Linked DNA regions of Dromaius novaehollandiae: region 1 is linked to region 2. A link is a contact called in public Hi-C data. All regions are on one chromosome and are shown on one strand. The core of a region is the stretch at or near the end of the contact, and the rest is flanking DNA. Distances in the headings are between cores, read along the strand shown. Region 1 has its middle 300 kb from the start of KLF4. Region 2 has its middle 17 kb from the start of KLF4.

The links. Hi-C and Micro-C count contacts between places; a contact is called where the count stands out from the background.
Region 1: a Hi-C map of brain shows a contact between it and region 2, with 14 times the contacts expected there. The contact joins two enhancer-like sites. A contact is called at or near these places in 2 of 4 Hi-C or Micro-C datasets (brain and liver).

Annotation. Positions count from the first base shown.
Region 1 is chrZ:12,771,217-12,776,903 of bDroNov1.hap1, reverse strand. No RefSeq gene overlaps it. Among named protein-coding and RNA genes, the nearest start is that of KLF4, 300 kb to the right of the region's middle. Within about 2 kb of position 2,928, at least 1 of the 2 cell types and tissues checked has open chromatin away from gene starts, as enhancers often do.
Region 2 is chrZ:12,451,907-12,457,826 of bDroNov1.hap1, reverse strand. No RefSeq gene overlaps it. Among named protein-coding and RNA genes, the nearest start is that of KLF4, 17 kb to the left of the region's middle. Within about 2 kb of position 1,651, at least 2 of the 2 cell types and tissues checked have open chromatin away from gene starts, as enhancers often do.

The DNA of each region.
Region 1 (5,687 bases), core at 1,679-4,178, 320 kb before region 2:
GGAATTAAAACTGACTTAAAAGAAAAAAAGTACCTTCTAAAGCTGAACTCTGATCAAGATAGCAATTTGAAAACATACTCAGAAATCTAATTTCAAAATAAAATTTTCTTCATCAAGAAAGAAGATGAGAGTGAATGAGGTGAGTGTCAGAAGCTCAAGAGCCCCAAGAATATGGTCTTTATTTCTACTTTCTGTCAGAATCTCATGCAGGGAAGCTAAAAGCCCTGAATCCATCTGTCTGATGGTGCTGCCCATGCTGATAGCACGGTCATGTGGGCTTCCCCAGGCCATGTCCTGAGCCAGCTGCACTGTGTGCTGCCTGAACTTCATTAGAAACGTGTCCTGATCCCAACACTTTTCCTAGAAGAACGTTTGTCCAGGCCATCCTGCAAGCTGCTGTTCCCTAAATAACACCTCCCTTTCCCTTCAGTGTGGCACAGCTGGGATGGCAGAGATGGCAAAAGCCCTCCTTACCCTGAGCACACACTCATGTCCAGTGACCAGTGGCAGTGCGGGGCAGTTTTTGACTTGCAAATGCCTGAACCCATTAGATGAGAGTTAACTTGCAAATTCTGCATGTTCTGCAATCCTGCCTTTCGTGGCACGGAAAGCATTGCCTACAACTGCTGATGTTGGGCCAGATTGGCTAACCTCCTATCAAAGAGGTGAAAGTGTTGTCATCAAAGGTGCTGCACCTTTCCATGACAGTGTGGGCTCCTCATTGCCAGTGAGTGGTTCAGGGCAAGAGTTTGCAAAGATCCATCTGAAGGTGAACCCCTTCAAGCCAAACAAAAGCTCTTCAGCAGGGTTTGGTTCAGGCCTGCAGCCCCTGCCAGAGAGGAAGACCCCATGCTTGTGTGTGGATGGAGAAAGATGGAGACATGACAACTGAAGTACGTTTCAGTGTAAGGTCCAGATCAGCAGATATGTATGAGAACCTGGCTGGACACAGGGTCTCTGTATTCCCCTGAGGCTTTAATACCCTTCACAGCAATTTTCTGGGCCTGCACCAAGGTGTGCCTTCTCCAGAGAGGGGCAGGGAGAAGAAAGTCTAATGGTAATTTGGGAACTTGAAGATTCAGCCCAGCACTGCCTTGTATGTTCTCCAGCTGTTGCCAATTCAAAGGCCACTCTCTTTTTTTGCAGAAAGAGAATGATGAATCTGAATGAGGTCAAGAGGTCCCGTAAAGAACAAAGACCCCAAAAGGAAGACAGCCACGGACAAATTCAGCAGCTGCCAAATCCATTAGTTTATTGATGGTACCACTAGATGGTATCCATTCTCCAGCTTTCACAGGTTTTTTTGCCTGTTGCTTTGTCAACCCGTACAGGCACAAAAGCACTCATATTTATCCTAAATATGCTTAATCCAGTACATTGAGAGTCAGTGTAATCAAATGTGTATATATATTTTTTGTTGTTGTTGTTTTTGCTTGTGTTAGGCTTTTCATTCATGACAAACAATGCAAAAAGAGGCAACTCAGTGCATCCATAGCATCCATCCCAGCTACTTAGTGCAGAACTTTCCATCCAGGAACAGGAATGCTAGTTTGACAGCCAGGTCTCCCAACAGCATGTTTCAGCCTCTGAGCACTTTTGTACAAGTCTGGTAAACATGCTACCCAAGGACGACACATGGCTGTGCTGTGTAAAGCAAGAGGTGTGTGAACAGGCTAGCATTCAACAAGCAGGGAGTCTAAAAACATCTTCTAAACTTAACGTTCTCCAGTTAAATACAATGCAAGCAGCCACAAGCAAAATCTTTAATTTCTTAGTAGGGACATCAGCTAAGGGAGTGATTGAGGAGTTATCATTCAGCTGGATTAGATTACAATGAGCAGCTTGCACTTTCTGGTTAATCTAGTAACAGGTGGACTTTGTTTATTTTCCATACTTTAGGGGGAGATCCCATTTGGAATTAGCTCTAAATTTCACTAGTGCTTTCAGCCTCTTTGACTTTAATGATTTGACTTGGAAAGTAGCTCTTTAAAGTCCTTCATCTTAAAAGCAGCACAAGGAAAGGCTCTGTTACCGTAAGTCATTACGAGGTTCTGTTTTGATTCCCAGTGTATTTTTTTTCAGAACTTTAACACACAAAAATGCTTACTCATAAAATGATAGAGTGCACATTTTCTGCAAAACATTGACCTGAATTTCTCTGGACTTTTTATCATCTTGTAGCTGTATTTTTTAATGCTTCTTTTTTCCTATACCTAGATGTGATTTTAACCTGTGCTTTACTTTTCCTTATTAATGAAACCCTGGAGTCAGACAGTACTTTGCTTTACAAATGTGTGCTCTTCATAATAATAAAATGATGGCAAGAGTTAATCTGTCATTTATTCTGGCAAAAAAGCAAGGGACTCTTTTATCCTCATTGACTTTCTGAGTTCTGTCACTCTTATTCTAGGTTTATCAGGAAACAGGGAAAAGATATTTTGGCAAAAAGAGCAGATGCAACACCACTGCTAGGCTGAAATCACAGGAAAACACTCAGCCCTCACTTCTGAAAACCCAGTACTTTCCCCCTCTGGACTGGACAGAAAGAGACTAAACCCTTGCATTAACAACATAGCTCCTAAGCACCTCCCCAGGGACCTGGAGGAGCAAAAAACTACAGCTGACTATGGAAGTCCATGGTGGTTTCTGATTCTGGCAGATTAGAAAAAAGGAAAGCTTTGCAGAAAAGCATTTGTCAGGACATAATTAGAGGGAAAATATTATGTGTTAGGTAAGAGAGCCCACAAAATGTTCCACACTTCTTTGTGCTTAGAATTTGTTATCTTATTTTAGAGTACCAGTTTATGTTAGCAACTTCTTGCACGTGTGTATATCCATTACTGTGTCTATCGAGCACACACACCATAGTGGTGCCTAGACAGAAAACCGCTGTTCTGTGCAGTATATGTGGTAAACAGGTATTCCGACCTTGAAGAGTTTACGAGCAACTAGGTTCAATTTTATGGAGCACATGGGGGATTTCAGAGCTCATGTTTCAAGCAGTTTCTTTTTTGTCTCCAATACAGTTCTCTGTGGAATCACCTGTGGCCTGCGGGACAATGTCGCAGCCTACTTGGGATTTCACTTGATCTCTGATTATGGTGCTTTCCAGAATAACCAATTTTCCCCAGTAGATATGCAATAAACTTTGTAAAGCAAAGTTTAGTTTTCTTGTCTTCAGTGTGTTAGTATAACCAGAAATATGGTGGCCCAGAAAGACTGCTATAAACCATGGAAAATCAAGCTTTTTTGTGGGGCATTCAGAACACATGAGCTGGTTCTAGCCACGGGTTTCTGAAAATAGCCCACATCTTAGTGGTTGTGACAGAGAAAAAATCTCGGCTTGCGTAACGACTCACATAACAGCATTAACTATTTATTTGTAATTATATATTTGCTGTCCTGACAACATACAAGACAGGGAGGAAAGCAGAATACTGTACAGAAGAGCAGGCTGATGCGACGTTCAGAATTTGCATTGTTCTGAGGACTTGTTTGACCTGTAACCCTCTGCCTCAGGCTTTTGCTATTAATTTCACAGACTGAAAATCACCTACTTGTTTATCTGCAAACTTATATCCTTGAACCACGAAGTCAGAATGAAAAGGGTCAAAGATGCAAGTGCCGCCATCAAATGCATACTGAACCCTAGTAGGGTCGTGCTGATTTATGTCAGCTCTGGAAAAGGCTGTGAGAGCACGTGATGATAATAAGCAGTGGTGCATGTTAATTAGGCAAACATTTCCTCTGCCTAGCCTAAACCAAACTCCTCTAAAGACTACCTGCTCAGCAAAGAAGCTGAAATCCTTCCACAGATTTAGATGAGCAAAAGGCATGCTCTGAATCTTTTCCAAAATGATGGACTCCTTTGCAGGCAAGATATTTGTTTCATCTCAATCTGGGGTCTATGAGAAAACAAGTAAACAAAACAGAATCAAAATGAAAATTGTCATCATTTTCTAAATGGGGCTGATGAAACCTCAGTTCCCCTGGATTTGCAATTCCCTATTGGATTCTCTGATATCTCATAATATACAGGCTCCAGTTAAAGGTTTTCCTGCAGTTGGGGTACGTATGGAAACAGTCTTCTGTGATTTTTTTCTAACACCTAAGTTGCAACTTCACACTGAAGCTTTGAAAGTAGAATTTGTCGTACTTGAATCTGCCCTCCAGCTTCCTAATTTCACAAAACTTTTAAGCACGTTGCATCTGCAAGACTTCCAAATCTCTTTGTCAAATTGTCTTGAAACTGGCTAGTGGATTTTGAAAGTCATGAGATAAGTGTGCAGACTGATGTACAAAGAGACAGCTAGACATACACATAACATGACAATTTTTTCCTCTGGCTTCAGGCAGGAAGACTGACACAGCGCAGTGATTATAGAGAGGGCTAGACATAAAAGTCATTATGGTTATTTAGAGCTTAACTTAGACTACACAGAACAAAGAACTGCCCTACTCCAGCGACACTGGCTTGGAGTTTACTGTATGCTGGGCATCTGCATATATTTCCTTAGTGTAGGGTGCAAGGCATTGGTGAAAATGTGGCCCAGACTCTGCAGAGTAAATCGTCTGTAATTGGTACAAGACAGTGAATAATTTTTTATACAGGAAAGGAGGAAAAAAGGAGGAGGATACAGCATCTCAAACTATTGGGGTTTTTTTGTTTTCCTGGAGAGGGCAACTATGCCTACATCTTTGTGTTAAGCCACAGCTACTCCCTCTCAATATTTTTTTCTTTCTTTCTTTAAGCTCTGATTATTAACATACTTAGCTTCTACAAAAATATTCCTCAGCTGAACAGATGAGGCTTTTATGCTCTGAAATCAATGTAAATCATTCCAGAATCTCCCTAAATAATTTTGTGAATTGCAATTGAGATTCTAGGATTTAGTAAGGGTAGGTATACAGGATAGTTCAATCCCTTAGAATTTGGAAAAAGGGGAAGAGTAGATTTTAGGACTCATAGTTCAAACAAACAAACAAACAAAAACTCTTTCACTATTTAAAAGTGGGGATTGTGGTTTGCTTTGCTTCAGAGAAACTCAGTTATTTCCTGCATCTGAACCAACTATGCCAGCCTTTGGCCGTATTCTAACCTGTTGGTAACATGTTTCCATATATAACAAAACTTGCACCAGACAAAGTAGACAGTGCAAGAACTGTGATGTGCACAGCTGTTTGGAATCCTCTCCTAGTCCTCTTTCTACCCGTAAGTGATGGCAAAAGAAAATGGATTTATATACAAGGAAGTGGAATGATGTAAAAGTCATTCATGGTATTTTAGCCCATATTTGCTTCATGTGAAGATTACTCTGGCCTACCTCAGACTCCTACGTTCCTGTGTCTTACATGGATTTCAAAAACTCTTCATTCTCAGCTAAAAGATTAAAATGCCCAGAGGTATTGCTTGGCCACTTACCACTTGTATTTTTTTAAAGATAAATAATACTGCCAGGTGATCCAGGGCTTCCAACAAGGAAACAATTTGTATGCTCTGTTTTAAAACAGAGCTGACTCTATGCCAGAAACAAATAGTCTGTACTTATCTGATATATTACTCCTCAAATGGATAGCTTGACACAACTCAAAGAGAAGATGAATAATATGGACCACACAGACTTAAAAAAAGTCAAGCTGTACTCTCCCTGCCTCTAAACAAATGTGGGATATCTCACCCTGATATA
Region 2 (5,920 bases), core at 402-2,901:
ATGCTGCTTTTTTCAGGAGTGAATAACCACTAATTGAATGCTGAGAATGATCATGTTTCCAGCTGTTTGGAAAATCTTTTCTTTCCTTTTAATGCTAGTGTTCTGTATAAGGAAAACAACATGAAGTTTTGCTGGTAGAACATGAAAGAAGGTATTAATATGAGGTACCACTTGCTTGTTCTTGGAGGCTGGATGAAAGCTTTTTAGCAAGCCTTAGCAGACTAGACAACACTTTGCATTCACATCTGTCAGGCTTAGAAATGTTGAGATATTCCAGCAGTGTAAGTAAGTGGGTTTTAGAGCAGGTGCAGACTTCACCCTAAAAGTCTCTTTTCACTGAAGGAGTAAGGCAAAACAAACAGAACGTAAATGAGAATCGGGCAGCGCAGGTAAGAGCTAGACTGCGAGGCCTCGGCAGTCCAAGAGGATCGGAGCGGCTCGTCAAGCCCATGATTAATTGTTTTCGAGTGCCCCCGTGAGGCCTGCAGCTCCCGAGGAGCTCAGCCCTGCGCACCTCCCTCCGGCGCCGACCGCCCCGCGCACCGAGCGGAGCACCGGCAGCTCGACCCCTTACACCGGCACGAAAACGGACTGGGAGACGCCTGAGGACGACCAGAGGCAACACCTCGGAAACAGCGCTCGGGCTGACATTGGCCTCAGGGCATTTTAAGCAGCCTGCTAGTTTTTGATGTGTGCCCCGGAGGCGAAACGTGGCCCTCTCGGAGATGAGTGAGCCTACGCCAGCCCCCAGTGCCGCGGTGCGGGGGTCTCCGGGGACGGCTCCCTGAGGTCTGCGCGGGGCGGGCTGGATGGCTCTGCCCAGCTCAGTGGTCCCTTTCTGCTGTAAAAACCGAAGGAGAGCACTCAGCTCAGCACAGCAAAAGGCTGCCTGCCTAAATCAACGTGCATGCAGCAGTTCTTGGCTTTTAGCTGTGCGCTTCATCAGTCCATGAGGTTGGAGGCTCTGTAACGTACATCAAATATGTAACGCTCTCCTCCACGTGCTGGCATTCAGGTCGGGTTGGTTTATTTATATCATTTTTATATATAACTTGGAGGATGGAATAAAAGCTGTATTTTCATCTTACCCTACAAAAATGGCCAGAAGAAAGGTCAGGCTCAGAATCACTCAGAGATGTCTGAGATATCTAAGTATGGCCAACAGTGTTTTGGGAGGAAGTGTTCAGTTGGTTAAAAACAGGTTCAGGCACTAGTTTGCGACTCCAGAGACCTGGCGTCAATTCCCAGCTCTGCCACAGACTCTCAGGGTGACCTTAGGCAAGCTATTTCCCTCCCAAAGCACTTTCATAGTACAGAGAAGGTAAAAATCCTATTTCATGTGAGTTTTGCCTTTGACTTGGTGGAGCCAGATTCCACCCACACATTTCAGAGCTTAAAAATTAAATACGGGCTTAAGCACCTTGCTGAATTAGTGCCAGAGCCTCCCTGTGTTTCAGTTTCCTACATTCAGAAGAGGAACAAGGATCACTTCCCTATTCCCACCTGCTTTGCATGCTTAGTCTGAAATCACTTTGGCACAGGACTGAGCATAATGACTGGGATCGTGCCTGTGTTTGCCTGTTTCCCTGCTAAACTACAGCTGGAGTGAGAGTCAGGTTTGTTGGAGGGCTCGCTCTCGGCTGCCTTAATTTACATCTGGACACGATCACGCTTCGCTCAGCTCTTTGCACGGAGAGAGGCTTTCAAACCTGCTGGCACATAACTGCGCCTGACATTAACAGAGAAAAATCAGCACCTGTGTTTAGACAAATAGTTACATTTCTAGTAGAGGCATTTAAGGGATCGATTACTAGAAGGCTGCCTCCTAGGTTTTTGATCAAACGGACTGTTGTGGCAATATACAGCTATGTGCATATAACTGGCACCTTAGAAAGCTCCACTAAACAGGATATTCCTGTTGGCAAAGAACTGCATATTTGCTTAAACCAACAGTTGTAGGTTTCTGCAGTCCTTGACAGGTACAAACAAGGAACCATACTGGTAATTGAGGGGAGGAAGGATCACTGTGCCGAACAAGAAATACACTTTGGCATTTACATGCATATCTCAGATACGTTCCACAAGGTAAACAAATATAGCATAAAAGCATATTTGGCTATTCAAATGACCTAATTGTTCCTATTATGATGATGTCTCCCAGCAGGTATTTAGTAATTGACTTTTCGTGCATCGGGAAGAGAACTTTTCACTGTCTGTTTCAGGATTGCTCCTGATTACATCACTGCAACTTTCAAGGGTGTTTTTTTGGCGGGGGGAGAACTATTTGAAATGAAAATAGCACCTGGTTCTCACTGTCACTCCAGGCTGTTTTTGTCACCAGTGATGTTTACAGGGCCTTCAGCTGGGCACACACAGCACGGTAAGGCCTCCTTCGGCTCCTGTGAGCACGGGTGGGTTGGAGCCAGATGGCTGAAGGGCTTCCCTGCTCCGGGTTCGGGACCTGCTCTGCCCCACATGGCCGATGCACTGGGAGCAGCGAGGCTCAGCCTTGCACACAGCTGCCACTACTTGCAACCTGAATATGCAAAGCAATAACCAAAGAGGGCCTAAGTGAGATTCAGGTTATTTAAGCCTCAAGTGCATATGCATGGCTCCAGCCTGGCGGTTACAGCCAGCATCAATCCTACGAGTATGACTGAGCCCCTCCAGGACATTCAGCGAACTACTCGCCCTCCATACTAGGTTTTTGATTTCAGTGTTACATATGTCAAGCAGTTTGTTTAGCTCTTCTGAAGAGGAAGTGAAAGGTCCACAGGGGAAGCAGAAAGCAAACAGGCCATTCAATCTAGCAACGCTCCATGTTGAAGGCATGCATTAGAACAGCAGGGAGATTTCAGACATTTGAATGATAAAATGGTTATTAATGGTTTTCTAGTTATGAGAACAAATTTGTTCTGGTCATATGGCAACAGCTAGCAAGCTGAATCATTACCAGTAAAATAAATACTTGTGGTAAAATAACCTTTGCCCCCATATTGGAGTGACTAAGATGAATCTAATCAGTTAATTTATTTTACTGATATTGTTTACAAAACATCGGGAACTAGCACAAAATTTCCCCATGTATTGGTTGTTGAATGTGGTTTGAGGGTTATCTTCATGGAAAAAAGTCAGATGATTTGCAAAGATTTAAAAAGCACAATATTAGTTGACTGTGAGGCAATGTAGAACCTATGGTCACCCTTCCGATCCTTCAGAGCCGATATAGCTAACCAACCACGTAAAGGGCCACTGCTGAATGTCATGTTGGCATGCAAGCAAAGAAGCAACAAAGAGCGCCTGCCATCAGCAAGTGGCTACTTGGACTGTCTTGCCTAGGTGCACAGCTTGAAATTAGCCAGTATTCAGACACATGTGCAACTCCCTCCCCCCCAAAAAAAACAAAGAAACAAGCACATTTCATACATAGTTGTGCTAGTTAAGTGTAATAATGGGATTATTCACAAGCACCAAACAAATGACAGAGGGACAAGAGCTGAAAACAATCTTCCAAACACTATTTGTATGGGTTTGCCAAACTTGGTTTCAGGCCCAGTATACTCCCAATAGCATGCAAAATTTTCAGCCAGGGTTTACAGGACTTGGAGAGATAGCAAGAGTTTACTTTTTAGAAATAAGCCAGAGATCTTGCAGCTCATCAGGAGACACAGTTAAAAATGGCATAACCCATATTTTTTCCATCATCCTGGGCACCTTAGGAATGGACAGGCCCCAGGTACCTGCCCAGATGACACCAGGCTCCCACAGGTGCCCTCTGGGCCATGGCGGTTTGGGGAGCCCAATCTGGGCTCACGCTGAGGCAGTCCCACGGCTGCTGCATGTCCTGCCTCGCCAGGCTCAACAGGGGCCTGAAAGGCCTTTAACACAAGAGGAAATAGATTTAGGGGGGAAAAAAGAAATGGGGGAAGGAGTTAAAAATCTTAGTGTCTAAAAATGGTACCCTAAAACCATCTCAAGGCTTTGCAACAAGCAGCCCAATTTTAAAAGATGCAGTACACTAACATTTCTGAAAGCACAGCCCTGGCTCCTGAGATGCTAAGAGCTGTGCATGGACAAAGGGGCCTCGATTTTGTTTGGGCTTGAAGGCACTACCGTCATATAAATAGCCACCAAACATTTCAAAGCCTTTGAAAACATTTCATTTTAATTTAACATTTTAATGCTAGGAATGGGCTAGGGTTTAGGTGTGGTGGTTTCACATATTTTTAGAACCTGTTTATCCATTAAGACTCTAGGAAGGCAACTCACAATACTTTCAGTGACTCCAAAGATGCTGTAATTTCTGCTTCTTTGCTTTCTGAATATGATTAAGTTAAATTCTTGTCTCCATCTCAAGCTGTTTCCTTGCGAGATACTTGCAGGCCAGCATCACAGGACTTTATTTTGTTTGGTTTAATTTCAAATCAATGGCTGAGCTGGTAAGCAAAGACTTGACAACCTAATTTATATCCAGAACAACTTAGAGCTACCTTAGTAACATGCTTTCCAGTTAACTTTTGTATTTTTGTCTTCTTTTATTAATATGATAACTGAATACTCACTAATAAAAGATCTCCTGTCCTCACAAAGCCTGCCACGCTTATGTTCTTAGCTTGCCACTTTACAAAGTGAGGTACTTTAAAAGTGGAAAATTAGCAAAGAAAACATCACTCAGACTGGTAAATCAGAAACCAACTTTCAGCTTCCAGCTCATCCCAGGGGAACAGGTTTTTAAATGGCTAGCGATGTCTACGGTTGTGGTTGCCCCATCTGAAACAGCTTAAAGAACTTGACATTTTCTTTCTGCACATTCTCCAGTTATGCTCGGGCACCTGAAATAGAAATCCAGAAACTGAGGCACCCAGATTCACTGGCTGACGTGGAATTGTCTCCACGTGCAGCTGCTTGAATGCACATGGGGACCTGGACAGCAGATCTCTCCAGTGTAAATCGTGCTCTACTTACACGGACTTGCACAGAAAGCAGATTTCAGCCTAACAGCAGAAACTCATTTCAAGTGAAAAGGAGGCAGCCCTGGGTGGAAGCAGAACTTACGGTTTTGTTTATATTTCCTAATTCCCCTCCCTGCCAAGGAGACCCCCCACACACACACACCATAAGCTGTTAGCTACTACCAGCAGCTTCGCCGGGCTGTAAAGTCATAGCAACCGGCACCTCGATGCCGGGTCTTCGGCAAATGCCCTTCTCCTTCCAGACGCTGCCTCTCTGCATTCGGCCCCGTCGGGGGAGCAGTGCGCACCAGCGCAGCCCTCCCGAACGCCCCTCTTTTCCCAGCTGGACTAAAAAAGAAAAAATATATTCAAAAATAATAACAAATAAATAAAAACGCGAGTGCGTAACTAAGCGAGAGAGCGAGCGGCTCGCTGATCTCGCGGCTGCAAACCGCGTCCTGCGGTGCCCTCTAGAGGCCCGGCCGCTCGGGCTTCGCCGGGGCCAGGGCTCACGCAGAGCCAGCGGCGGTGAAACATCTGCCCCCACGCTCACAGCTGGAGGGAGAGCGGGTCCGTCTCACGCGAGTTTGGCACCCCGGGATACCGCGCGGATTCACCTTTCGGGCTGTGCTGCAGGGCGGCCGGGCGGCTCAGGGCCGGACGGAGCGTTTTGCCCTGCCTGGCCTCTGTTCTGCTACCTCCCCTGCGCATTCCTGCGGAAAACGGCGACTGAAATTTCAGCTGCTTTTTTTAACGTCAGCGCTTGAAACCCTGCATTTTGCAAGCACTGCTATAGGATGTTTTAGTGTTACAGTACGTTGCTTTTTATTTCTTCCTTCAAAACAAACTGCAAGTGTAACCAGTCCAGCTTTATTAATCATTTTCAGTATGGATAGCACCACATGTTTGGAAGGAACGTGCTTCTGTTTGCATGTCTCTGGCTGTTAGCTAGCAGAGACTGCTATGCA